Regions from separate parts of the Sus scrofa genome. Here regions 1 and 3 are each linked to region 2. The links are chromatin contacts, called in public HiChIP or PLAC-seq maps. All regions are on one chromosome and are shown on one strand. The core of a region is the stretch at or near the end of the contact, and the rest is flanking DNA. Distances in the headings are between cores, read along the strand shown.

Region 1 (4,562 bases), core at 1,670-4,169, 280 kb before region 2:
TATATCTACACATATATAATTAAACCAGACTTTTTTTTTCCAGTTGCTTGGACCAGGCCCATTATAAAAATTCCAACCAAGAAATAGTCAGTCACAGCATTTTTGCTAAGATGCCAAGTCTCTTGCCCAAAGGGAGGAAGAATACTTTCCAGCCATAATCTTGCTACCTTATAGTGAAGCTGAAATTGTTTCTTTTGTCCAGCAGTGCCAAATGCAAGGAGAATCTAATTTCATCCATCTTGACAAACTGAAGGTGCTGCTACTTCTACTTCCTTTATATTTTTTGATGTAATCTATTTCAAGTTGGTCAGAGCTATCTATAGGGCTGTGAAAAAAATCATATAGAGGCACCAAGATTTCCAATGGTCTCACCTACTATTGAAAAATACGTGGACTCCCCCCTTCCAAGGTCTTAGAACAGACTGAACAAGGGCTCTAAGGGTATGTCGCTGACATTTATCACTTCTTGCTGGTTTCTAAAAGAGAGGAAGTGTGAGGATTAGAGGGGATTTGCAAACTGTATATTATAGGAACCACTTGCGGACTTCTGTCTAAACTTGATAGAACTAATGCAACATTTTTCCATGGATCAGATTTTTGTAGCATTCAACCTTATTCATCAAGAATGATTCTGACCATCCCTGACTCCTCGGTCCATTTCCAGGGTCTCTATTTAGGTAGAAGTCATGATAGCAGATGGTGTTCCCATGGAGTGTGTGAAAATTTCTGCAACCAAGAAACCAGGCAAGAACCACCTTCTGTCAATTCCATTAAAAGGTCGTTAACCAAATCTCATTCTTACCTGAGCCAGGGTTTGTTTATCTTTCCTTATGATTCTGGCCACAGTGAAGCCCGGATTGCATTGCCCAGCTCATCAGAAGACGAAGCTAAATTCCAGTTCTTGCCCACTGGTTGTTGACTGAACAATTAGGCAGGCATTCAACTCTACCAAGATTTAGGGGGACAGAGAGGAGAAGAGAACGTAGGAAGAAAAATAGAAGAAGAAATGATTTTGAAACTTCCCTACAAATTTTGATCATCGACACTTGGTTCTGGAAGAAATACCGAGAAAATTATGTGAACATGCCTTTGTATTAAGGGGTCATGATAGGGTCTGGGGGAGATCAGATGCCTGGGGATGGCTTTCCGCCTTTTTCTCCCCTTACCAGTTCTTCTCATCGCAAATCTCAGCAGGACCTAGACCTGTGTGTTTTACAGCACTTTGTATCACTTTTAGGTTTCTATTATTATCAAATGTAGACAGTTGAATATGAGAGGACCTGTCTGCCCTATAAAACTGTAAGCTCATTGAGTGGGGAGCATGCTTTGTTCATTGTTGTGCTTCCTGTGGTGCAAAGCACAGAACTATGTACATGCTAAATGCAAAAAGAAAAGAAAGAAAGAAAAATAATTCCCCATTCAGTAAGAATGAGGAAAACAGAGATTAAAGCTGGAAAAAAATGGTTTAAAAAACATCTTAATAGTAATAATTATCAATGAGAACACCATTCTGCCAAGATCTCCAAAGTTAGAACAAGGAGCAGGCACATATCACAGCACCTGTCCGTGTTTCTTTCAAGCTAGTTTTGTATTTTCTTTGCAACACTACACATTTCTTCCCTCTTCATACATTGACTTTTTGAAGCATGTTTGGAAGTGTTTTGAACTATATGTTGATATCATTTATACTTAATGAAAAGATACAGATGTGGTCCAAAGACTTTCTACATACCCTTTGCCAAGAATATCACTTATTGTTCACATTTTACCCCATTTGCTTTATCATTTACTACCACCCCCTCTTCCATTTCTCATGTGGGATCTTTGGAGAGTGAAGTACAGACACACCACCACAGTGAGTGGGTGTACATTTTCTAAAGACAAGGAAGGTCGCTTACCCGAGGCCCTCTTTGTACACAACGCAGTTGTCAAAACCAGAAAATACAGCATTGATGTAACCCTACTATTGGACCTATGATCCATAACATTTGTATCAGCTGCCCTGATAATGTCCTCTTTGTTCCGTGTCCTGGATCCCACTTAGAGCAGTGGATTCCATTTAGCTGTCATGTCTCTTTAGTTTCCTTTTCCTGGAACCATCCCTCACTCTGTCTTTGTTTGTCTTGACTTTGCTCTTTTCAACGAATACAGGTCTGTTGGTTTGTAAACCACTTCTCAACGCATGTGTATCGAATGTTCCCTCATAAACAGGTTCACGTTCTCAGTTTTTGATAGTAATACTACAAAAGTGAAGCTGTATCCTTCTTAGTGCATCATATGAGGAGACGTGTGACATCCATGGTCCTATAATTGGTAAGGTAAGGTTGGGTTACATGGTTATGATAATGGCTGCCAGGTTCCTACAGCTTTTTAGGGCTCTTAATTACCTATATAAAATTTAAAGATAGAGCCGAAGGAATTCACAATTGTGAAGCACAGCTGGGAGGATGAGTCATTTCATCCTTGTAGATGCATTAAAATTCCCTAAAAAAGCCATGTACCTGGACCAAAACAGCCTGGCTATGTATAGAATTGTTTTACCTGAGTGCACTCGGTTTTGTGCCATGGGGCTTTATAGTAGAGTTGAGAGGTTGCCTGGTCTTTGTCCTGTGTTCCTGACACCCCTAGAATTCTGCAAGGTAGGAGTATCTTTGTTATTCATGACTTCCTTGGGTCCCTGAGTTCATGCCAATGAGATGGCTCAGGGTAAGGGGTGGTCATCAGAAAGATCAACCAAGTGATGAGACAGTTGGGTTCTGAGGTAGCCTGACTCCCAGGGAGGGAAGTGGGGATACAGATTGAGTTCCATGCCTACACAATGACACCTTAGTAAAAACTCTGGACCTTCCTAAGTTTCCTGGTTGGTGAGACATCAGTGTATCAGGAGGGTGATGCACCCAATTCCACAGGCAGAGGGCATGGAAGCTCTGCATTCAAGACTCAGATCTTGCGTCATGAGTGTCTTCATTTGACTGGGCCTGCTGTGTGTTCTTTATGATAAAACGGCAATTGTAAGGATAGAGATTTTCTGACTTCTGCGTGCTGTTCTAGTGAATTTCTCAAGCCTGACACATCATGGAAAGCCCCTGGTTTTGGAGCCAGTTGGACAAGAGTGCGTGTGGCTTGGGGACACTGCTTCTGGCTAGCATCTGAAGTAGGACCGTCTGTGCACTCTGACTTTATTTGTAGGTCTGTGTTAGCTGCCGGTGGGTGGTGCCAGAAAGAACTTCAACATAAACAGTTGGTGTCAGAAAAGGCTCTTATAGAGGGACATTACATAAGTTTATCATGATCCTTGAATTTAATAACAAAGTTTCCATTAGGAATGTGCACATATATATGCGTATAAAATGAATTATACACCTATCTATAAATATGGATGACACCAGTGAAACTTTATTTTTTTTCTTTTCTTTTTACAGCTGCACCTTCAGCATATGGAAGTTTCCAGGCTAGGGGTTGAAAGGGAAATGCAACTGCAGGCCTACGCCACAACCACGGCAACCATGGATCTGAGACGCATCTGCAACCTCTGCTGCAGCCTGCGGCAATGCCGGATCCTTAACCCACTGAGCGAGGCCAAGGATAGAACCTGCATCCTCAGGGGGACTATGTTGGGTTATTAACCCAATGAGCCACAATGGGAACTCCCACTAATGAAACAATGGGAACTCCCACTAATGAAAAAACAAAATTAAAACTTCATATGAAAATAACAAAATTGTTATAATAATCATTCCATTTCTCTTTAATCCTTTAGTGATCCAAGGTTAGAATAAAAAATTCTGGTCTTCTGTGTTTACTTTTTAAGGAATTTCCAAACATTTACTTAAGTAAAACTTAACCGAGTTGGTATTGCCATTTTATGTGAGAAAAATGATGAGAGTTGCTATGAGATGTTCTAAGGAGCTTGATATGTAAGTTTACTCAGCCGTGTTTTTCTTTGGCCAGACTGTACTCACTCATCCTAGGTGCTAATATGTGCTCTACCATCTGGGAAAGCTTCTCAGTGGAGGAACGAAGTGGGCCCTTGAGCACAGGAATTTTTTTTTCTCTTAGTCAATATGTGAGCACTTTAGAATTGTTCAAAGATTTCTAGGGATGGAAAGAACTCAAGAGGTTCTGAAGGGTTTTTTTGTTTTTAGGGCCACATGTGTGGCATATGGAAATTCCAATGGGCTAGGGGTCGAATAGGAGCTGCAGCTGAGGGCTCACCACAGCCATGGCAACAGAGGATCTGAGCCACATCTGCTACCTATGCTGCAGGTTGCGACAATGCCAGATCCTTAACTCACTGAGCAGGGCTAGGGATCGAACCCTCATCCTCATGGATATTAGCAGGGTTCTTAGCCTGCTGAGCCATAGTGGAAACTCCAAGATGTCTGAAGTTTGCTGCCATATCTTAGGCAAGGATTATACTCAGATCATCCCAGGAAGATCTCACTTTGTCATTAGAATAAAAAGTGTAGAGCAATCTGGAATTACCCCCCCATTCCTCTGTTGCTAGGCTTTTGTTGCTCCGTAATCAAGAACTGGATCCTTTCTTTGGATTTCCCTCTGGC
Region 2 (4,591 bases), core at 1,018-3,517:
GGGTTAAGGATCCAGCATTGTCACTGCTGTGATGTGGGACCTTCCACATGCTGCAGGCATGGCTGAGGAAAAAGAAAAGAGGTGTAATTCTTTCTCTTTTCAAAGACTTAGGCATTTGGCCATTGGAATCTCAACAAGGAGGACTCCAGCTGTACAAAAAATTCACACTTTCCTGTATTAAATATTATTCACTGTTAAAATTTTATTTCCAGCCCAGATCCTTGCTGCTGTATGGTTCACTGATGTTGCATTCTCTATACATAACCTCCAGCCTTACCCTCAGCTGCTCTATGACCGATCCTTCAGGCTTCAAGAATGACCCGTGAGTGTGAGGGCCATTTTCTCCCCACTTTCCTCTGCTGGGTGATTGGAAGGGTTTTCCCGGGTTTGCGACGCAGCTCCTCCCAGATCACTCAGATCCAAGTCACTCCTGCTACTGGAATCAGACTTAGCGCACGAGATACACAGAGCCCTTAGATTTGCACAGTTTTTCTGAAAGCAGGGGTGGATGGTCAAAGCAGGGGTGGATTTTATGACCCCCTGGGAAATAGGACTGCTGCTGTACTGTCATTTCCTGAGTAACGAAAAATGCATTTTTAGTATTTATCAGAGCATGATTCAACTATAACTGATCCTCAGTTGTAGTTTTAATTATACATACTTGGTTTTACTTTTTTTTTTTTCTTTCCTGCCATGCTCATGGCATTTGGAGGTTCCAGGGCCAGGGATCATCCAATCTGAGCTGTAGCTACAGCAAAGCCAGGTCCTTAACCCACTGCGGGAACTCTAGTCATAACTTTTTTTTTTTTTTTTTTGAGATGGAAGTGAATTTATAAACTAACTTGGGAAACATTACATTCTTATGATATTGAATCATACATTCTACAAAGAGAATTTTTAATGAATACACGCTAGTACTTTCTTTTTTTTTTTTTTTTTTTTTTTGTCTTTTTGCTATTTTGTGGGCCGCTCTCGCGGCATATGGAGGTTCCCAGGCTAGGGGTCAAATCGGAGCTGTACAGAGCCACAGCAATGCAAGATCCGAGCCGCGTCTGCGACCTTACACCACAGCTCACGGCAACACCAGATCCTCAACCCACTGAGCAAGGGCAGGGATCGAACCCGCAACCTCATGGTTCCTAGTCGGATTCGTTAACTACTGCGCCACGACAGGAACTCCTCTTTTTTATTTCATTTTAGAAGTTTCATTGAAGGTTGCAATCATTTCTACTTGGTTTACTCTATACGTAATAGTTTGTACCTCTTAATGCCTACTCCTATCTCTCCCCTCACCTCCTTCCCTCCCCACTGGTAACCACTACTTTGTGTCTATTTCGTTATATTCCTTTATTTGTTTTATGTTTTAGATTCCACATGTAAGTGATAACATAACAGAATTTGTCTTTCTCTGACTTATTTCACCAAGACATCCTTGTTGCAAATGGTAGAATTTCATTCTTTTTTATGGCTAACATCCCCTTGCGTATCTGTACCACATCTTCTTTATCCACTCATCTGTTGATGGACATTTAGGTTGTTTCCATATCTTGGCCATTGTAAATAGTGCTCTATGAACATGGGGGTGCAGGTGTCTTTTCAGGTTAGTGTGAGGTCATAGATTTTTCATAATCTTTGGTGGATGTACCCTGTTTAGAACTTGGCCATCCTGAGGAAGCAAAGGGAAATCTCAGAAAGGTCTTCCTTCTGTCTCTGGTTCCTTCTGGTTCCTTCCTCACAGGCCTGCCCTTTATGACGGTCCACAGAAGTAAATGGAGCTTTCCCTGCTACATGAGGTCACGAAGCACCACTTCCCCAGGGGTACCACCAGGCCCAAGCTCACCCTGGGACTGAGTGAGTCTGAGTAAAGTACTGACGGATAAATGGTCTCTGAAGACACACCTTCCAGAGAGTGGTTCCCAACAAAGCATCCTTCCCTCATCCCCTTAGCTGCACTCCCCAAATTCCGCCCCACATCTTCTGTCCATCCAGCTTTGCCCCTTCCAGGAAAGGTGACCTAATCACAGCTTTATCCTTGGCCTCCTTACCAGTGCTGCTGCCAGGTCAATATTGATCTTATCCTCCAGACCAAGTCAGAATTCCATGGTTCACGCTTATTTTATCCTCTATCGGCTCTCAACTCTGGAGTCTGAATTGCAACGGAAGTGTGGGTGAATCACAGCCAGAGTTTGAATAATGAAAGGTCCAGCAAGGATGCCCAGCGTGGGCACTCACTGACTTCTCCTTCCACCCTCGTCCTGATGATGAATCACTTTTGGCCATCTTGTGATTTGCCCTCTTCCTCCTCACCGACCCTTCAGAGGCCAGCTGGTTCTCTCCCTCTGAAACTTTAGAGGAATTAACCGAATGATTCTTCCCATGCTAGAGGTGCCAATTCTTAAGCCCAGCATTTCTCAAGTGTCAGGAACTTGCATAGAAGTATAAAACCTCAGTTGTATGACTGGACTTGGGGGGGGGGGAGAATATTTCTCATCCATCCCAAACTATCACTTCCAGAATGGACAGAGAAAGTAAAAATTAGTAAATCTGGATGACAAAAGTAATCACATTTTAAATCACAATGGGAGGCAGAGTAGCAGTGAACTGAAGCCATCAACCGTCTTTCTTCAGGAAGATGGCCCACAGGTGCTTTGCTCAGCTTCCTCTCTTCATCCTCCCAGATGCTAGAACCTTCTCAAGAAAAAGCCATGGGCTGTTGGCATTTCTGTCCCCATACTCCTCTCTTTCCTAGCCCATCTTTGCCCCACTCATTCTTCAAGTGAAGGTGGATAAGAATTTCTATCTCTGCAGAGCATCAGGGCCGCTCCACAGACATGAGACGATGTCAGCAAAGGAACAGCAAGCCTGGTTTCTCAGTCCCTTTACCAACCAACACAGGGCCCAGTGTTCCATGGTGGATGAACACTGATCTCATGGATATTACCCCTTTTATTATTATAGTTCTTAGCTTTTAACATGTATTGAAATGTTTTTATTTCAATCTCACTGTTGATGGTAGTTTAGCTGGTTTTAAAAATCATGTTGCTAAGTAGTTTCCTTTAGCTATTTGTTTATCTGCCATCTGTTCTAGATAAGCTATCTCTTCTGTCTTCTGTGCTTTCTGAGTTTACTATGATGTGACTAGGCATACAGATTTGGTTATTTGGTTTTTTTTTTTTTTTTCATTTTGTTCTGTTTTGTTTTTTGCTTTTGGGCCACACCCATAGTATATTGAAGTTCCCAGGCCAGGGGTAAAATCAGAGCTACAGCTGCCAGCCTAAGCCACAGCCACAGCAATGCAGGATCTGAGCTGTATCTGCAAGCTACACCACAGCTCATGGCACTGCCAGATCCTTAACCCACTGAGTGAAGCCAGGGATTGAACCTGTGTCCTCATGGATACTAGTCAAGTTCATTACCACTGAGCCACAACAGGATCTCCAGTATAGATTGGTTTTGTTCCTCTTTCTAGACTCACAGTATGCATTTTCATTACAAGGACTCATGCTTGTCTTTTTGCCCACTCATTTCCTCCATTCTCTTCTCCCAGAACTCTCATTAGATTATGGAACTCGTAAACTCTCCTCCATGTCTCTTAACTGCTCTTTCATGCATGTTTATAAATCTCTTCCTCCTAACCCCACTGTTTGCTGCATGCTGAATATACTTTCTTAGCAATATCTTTACAATCTGTTATGTGCTTTTTCACAGAATTAAGTTTATCCTGTATTTGAGTTTTCTTTTTATTCCAATTATTATATTCCTTAGTTCCAAAATTTTAGATTTGGTTCTTTCCCATATCTATTCATTCTGGCTGTATTTATGCCTTCTTATGTTTGTTTCTTAATTATATTTTATAACCATTCCTCTTCATTTGTCTTTTTAATCACCCTAAATATAGGTCTTTGCCCAGACTTTATCTATGCTGATTTCTTGTCCTGGTGGTGTTTTGTTCTTGTTTGTTGGTTGGTTTGTTAGTTGGTTGGTTGGTCTACTTTCTTAGCATTAGTCTCCTCTATTTGGAATTTTGTTTTGCTGCTTCCTTTCTCTCTCTCTCTCTCTTTTTTTAGGGCTGCACCCACAGCATGTGGAAGTTCCCAAGCTAGGGGTCGAATCAGAGCTGCAACTGCCAGCCACAGCCATAAGAGCCACAGCAACTTGGGATCCGAGCTGCATCTGTGACCCACATAGCAGCTCAAGGCAACACTAGATCCTTAACCCACTGGGCAAGGCCAGGGATTGAACCCGCATCCTTATGGATACCAGTCAGATTTATTTTCACCGCACCACAACAGGAACTCCCTCTTTCTCTTTTTCTCTCTTGCCTGCCCTCACATTCTCACCATTCCTGGTCCACCAGTTTTGTCACTGTTTCCACTTGGCTCCTGGGTTCCAGGTGCAGAACCAGGTCCTATAATGGTCATTTGGGGCCCTGGTAGTTTGAAGAAAGCAGTGAGATCACAGACGGGGCAATAAAGCTGGTGAGCAGAAGGTTCATTTGCTGCTTCTAAGACTGTCTCTCTCTTTTCCTACCTCCCTGGATTTCTGATTGCCATAATCTATAGCCCCCAGGTAGCAGTTGATAATAAGTTTT
Region 3 (4,591 bases), core at 1,987-4,486, 300 kb before region 2:
ATGGGCCCCAAGTGACTAATCTAATCAATGCTTTGGGTGTTTGAATTTCTTCCCCGGAAGAGATGGTGAAGTCCTAAACCCAGTCCGCAGGCTCAGATCACCAGGCCTTATCAGTCACAAGAAGGGGTTTGGATCTTTAAAAGTCTTAAAAGAAGCCCTTGAGAAGTGGGGTGCATGCGTGTGTTTAAGATTATAATCTGCCAAATACAGGATCAAATGTTCTCATAACTTTTTTTTTATAGAAGTCATTTTAAGATACAGAATGTAGCTCCTCAATATAATTATAGACTTTGAAGATGGTTGGGCCCTTCTCCTGACTTTCCCCTAAGTTATGCGAAGCCTGATCTGGGGGAAGTTTTCTGCCTCATTCCTGATCTGTTCCTTCCTGGGGGGAAGCTTGCATGGGGGACCCTGGCCCTTGCCAGACTCTGCCCTGGCAGGAGAAGAGTCTGGGATACTCAAAAGTGACATCATCAAAAAGCCTTCAGTGTTCAATATTTATCGAGTCAGTGCTCTGTGCCAGGCCGGATGCTCCCTGCCAAGGATGCGGCAATAAAATCAGACACGGTCCCCTCCCAGAAGGAACACACCGTCAGAGAAGGGCGTCAGCCGTCCCTCTGCAGCAGGAACAGCACACAGGCAGGATGCAGAGAGTACTGGGGGAGCATAAAGAAGGGGCATTTAACCCAAAGAGGGGCCTCACTTTTACCAAACAGAAATATCTTCAGAACAAAGTGGCATAATCGAATCCACTTTCTGGATCACCTCGGCAGAGCCGTCTTTGACATGAGATGAAAAGCTCGGTTTTGTAGGTTGGTGTGTTCGAGTGTCTCTTGCTGCCTTTGTAGCAAAAGATTCCCCTCAGTCTTTTGAACTTCTAGGTTTCATCTAAATATGATTTGCCTTTGCTGTGCCCACGATTAGACCGATCTGTAATCATTTGCGGGTCGAATGGTGGAAAAGGTATCTTCAGGTAAATTCCATATCTGAAGATTTCCGTGTCACTGTGTTGGCCACTCCCCGCCCCGTTTAAGTTTCTTTCAGGCCTGTGAAAGAGAGTAGCTGCGCTTGTTATTTGTGTGCTGATGGAAGGTGAGAATCCTGGGGCAGCACCTGCCGCTGCTGACCAGGCAGCCCCACCGACCCGCTTGTGGAAGAGACCGAGGCAGCCATGCACATGCGCAGAGACTGGCCACATCCCTGAGTTGGTTTGTGTTTCCAAATTGCCCTATTATGGCTTGAGAGATGGCTGAGCCGGGGTGAATTGGGGGCTGGAGAATGAATAACTGCTGTTCTCGACAGAAATAATTCCTGGAAGTGGGGGCAGCTGAACAGTTAGGTGGAGAAATGGATGACTCAGTGTGTATTTCCCAAAATGGATCGGCGGCCCTATGTCTTTATTAACGTCTGATGGGCGAGTTATCTTGTTTGAATTTATGAGGAGAGTAAGTTCAGGTAGGAAAGGGATAAAGACCAAGAGCTGATTTCAAAAACAAAAGGCCTGGACTCTTAAAGTGATCTTTTTTTTTTTTCTTCGCAGAGGCATGCAGCTCAGACCTGACGTCAAGAGCTTTGGAGAGCTTTTGCAAAGCACTCTGCTGATGCGGAACCCATCACGCGTCTGTGCTGGCCCTACTGGTGTTCCATTCTTTGAACATAGGGCACAGGGCCATGTTGGGCTCTGAGACTCTGCTCCAAAGTAGGCGGTGTAAACATGAGCGTGTCTCAGAGACTGGGGAGACCGTTCAAGGTTAGTATCTCAGCCGCAGAGGCGAGGTTCAAGGGCAGTGACAAGAGACCTCCCAGTCTCAGTAGTTTGAAGAACAGGGTATATTTTCTGTCCACATGCTCATCGTTTTCTGCCTCGTCTCACCTCTAGGACCTGATCTGAGTGAACAACACCGGCTAAAAAAATTGCTGATCAAGGTGGCCGAGGGAAAAGAGAAAGAAATTGAGTCACACATTGGAAGGGAGGTGTGTCACCCCATTCTCTTTCCTGCCAGAGCAGATCACAGGCCCACACCTGGTGAGGAGGGCGAGGCATGGCAGTCCTACCATGTGCTCAGAAGAAAATCCAGAAAGATATGCTGGTCTGCTCTGCTGGTGTCCATAGCTAGAAAAAAATGCACGGCGGCCAACGCCAGACAGGCTGTCTGGTGTGTGCAAAACTCCAGAGAATCCTTCTTAATTTCTTGTGTGTGTGTGTGTGTGTGTGTGTGTGTGTGTGCAAAAGTGAAGAGCTGAGATTGAATATAAATAACCATACAGAAAGGCAGACAATAGCTTTCCTACCCCCCTCCCCCGCCCCCCAGTAAATCTCTCATGCATTCAGGTGCTTAACCACAGTAGAATTGTTTATGTTCTTCTTCTTCTTTTTTTTTCTTTTTAGGGCTGCACCTGCGGCATATGGAAGTTCCCAGGCTAGGGGTTGAATCAGAGCTGCAGCTGCCATCCTGTGCCACAGCCACACCAGGTCTGAGCCACATCTGTGACCTCTGCCGCAGCTTGTGGCAATGCTGGATGCTTAACCCACGGAGCGGGGCCAGGAGTTGAACTCAAATCATCATGGACACTATGTCGGGTTCTTAACCTGCTCACCCACAGAGGGAACTCCACTGTTTATGTTCTAAAAACCCCTGTCTGCTGGGCTAGCAAGAAGATGGATCAGCTTCCAGGAGGTATGGCTGAAGAGCTTTTCTGCACCAGAGAGAAGGACAGAGGAATTCAACTGTCTTATACGGGAGGCAGGAAGCCAGCGTCCACTCAGGACCCCAGCCTCGGGAATCGCGGTGGCTTGGAGAGAAAGGCTTTTCCCTTAGGGAAGCAACTTCCACCCTCTGGTTTCTAATCTTGTGCAATGGTTTTGTCTGGCACAGAAGGGATTGGGGGACATAACGCATCTTTTTTTCTCCCCCCTTCACCTGGAGGGTAATCCTTAAGAAGAGAGTGGTCATTTTCTGATACATCTTCTCAGAGCTAACCCATCTTTTGCATGATGAGTGCTTAATGGAGATTGCGGATTGTTCTGGAATCTGGGCTGACACATCAGCTGCTTGCCTCCCGAGCAGCCGGGAAGAAGTGGACATTTGCACATCCTTGGATTCACAATGATTACAGCTCCTCACTGCCTTGTCCGCTTTCTTTTGTTACTCACTTGGGTTTTTATGAATCATGCTGTTTACAAGTCAGGCTAAATCCGAATGTCACTCTTGCATCAGAATGTCCAGATGCAGCCCTGTTCTTAATTGCTGGCTGCAGGGGGAGGGGCAACTGGTGTGCAGAGATGATGAGTCTCATGGATGGAAGAGCCATAAAATTCCGTTTCCCATAAACTAACTTCAAGAGCTGAGTAATCTTTGCTTTGTGAAATTTCTCTAAGCCACGAGTCTGAGACATATTCACTGTGAGTTTGTCTGTGTTCATTTCCTCAAATTTAAGATTTCACTTCCAGGATGTCAATGTAAGCAGCTTATTTTGTGTAAAATCTGAGATTCTGGAGTTCCCAAAATGGCTCAGTGGTTAACGAATCCGACTAGGAACAATGAGGTTACAGGTTCGATCCCTGGCCTTGCTCAGTGGGTTAAGTAAGATCTGGCATTGCCGTGAGCTGTGGTGAGGATCCCAGATGTGGCTCAGATCTGGCGTTGCTGTGGCTCTGGTGTAGGTCGGCAGCTACAGCTCTGATTAGATCCCTAGCCTGGGAACCTCCATATGCCACAGGTGTGCCCGTAGAAAAAGAGCAAAACAAAACAAAAAAAATCTGCGTTCCCTACTTGGGTGTATGAACAGGGGGCAAAGTAAAGGAACAACCTAAAACTGAAAAAAAAGAAAGAAAGAAAGAAAAAGAAAAAAAATCTAAGCATGAGGCTGACAGAATCTTTTAAATCTGTCAATCAGATGGTATTATGTCCAGAGAGAAAAGGCTAAATCTGTTTCCTTTTATACACACAATTCCTCTGTTAAAAATGGAAGAAATGGGAGAAATCTACTTATATCAAATTTTAATGATTATTCATTAAACTTGTTTGAATGAGATTAATGTCAATTTCAAATATACATGAGTCAACCCCACATGGTTCCCCCACTAATTAGAAAAATGTTTCAGAGTTCCTGGCTCTAATTTAGGTTGTTCAGATTGACGAAACCTTCAAGACAATTTTATATGGTTACATTCACAAATTTGTCATGAAATTTGTAATTTTTCTTTTCTTTTTCTTTCTTTCTTTCTTTTTTTTTTTTTTTTTTAGGGCCCCACCGTTGGCATATGGAGGTTCCTAGGCTAGGGGTCGAATCAGAGCTGTAGCTGCTGGCCACAGCCACAGCCACAGCAACACCAGATCCAAGCCACGTCAGCGACCTACCCCACTTCATGGCAATGCCAGTTCCTTTACCCACTGAGGGAGGCCAGGGATTGAACCCGCATCCTTGTGGATACTAAGTGGATTCATTTCCACGACAGGAACTCCTAATTTTTCTTGACAGAGGACAGTCTAAGCTGGGCATTGCTGTGAGGAGGCTTTTGGTGCTGTGGTGGTGAGACTGGGTGATGGTTGGTGGGGAAGGTACTGTGTCCTAGGATGAGGTCTCGATC

What was found. HiChIP or PLAC-seq counts read pairs in DNA pulled down with a chosen protein or histone mark.
Region 1: an H3K27ac HiChIP or PLAC-seq map of alveolar macrophages shows a contact between it and region 2. The contact joins two enhancer-like sites. A contact is called at or near these places in 1 of 47 Hi-C or Micro-C datasets (heart right ventricle) and 2 of 2 datasets of contacts at active chromatin or transcription factors (alveolar macrophages and skeletal muscle).
Region 3: an H3K27ac HiChIP or PLAC-seq map of alveolar macrophages shows a contact between it and region 2. The contact joins two enhancer-like sites. A contact is called at or near these places in 1 of 47 Hi-C or Micro-C datasets (embryonic fibroblasts) and 1 of 2 datasets of contacts at active chromatin or transcription factors (alveolar macrophages).

What each region holds. Positions count from the first base shown.
Region 1 is chr10:56,772,603-56,777,164 of Sscrofa11.1, reverse strand. No RefSeq gene overlaps it. Among named protein-coding and RNA genes, the nearest start is that of NRP1, 340 kb to the right of the region's middle. Within about 2 kb of position 2,919, at least 5 of the 83 cell types and tissues checked have an H3K27ac peak or open chromatin away from gene starts, as enhancers often do. A contact at or near this core is called in alveolar macrophages, where this site is marked.
Region 2 is chr10:56,495,882-56,500,472 of Sscrofa11.1, reverse strand. No RefSeq gene overlaps it. Among named protein-coding and RNA genes, the nearest start is that of NRP1, 67 kb to the right of the region's middle. Within about 2 kb of position 2,267, at least 3 of the 83 cell types and tissues checked have an H3K27ac peak or open chromatin away from gene starts, as enhancers often do. A contact at or near this core is called in alveolar macrophages, where this site is marked.
Region 3 is chr10:56,799,961-56,804,551 of Sscrofa11.1, reverse strand. No RefSeq gene overlaps it. Among named protein-coding and RNA genes, the nearest start is that of NRP1, 370 kb to the right of the region's middle. Within about 2 kb of position 3,236, at least 16 of the 83 cell types and tissues checked have an H3K27ac peak or open chromatin away from gene starts, as enhancers often do. A contact at or near this core is called in alveolar macrophages, where this site is marked.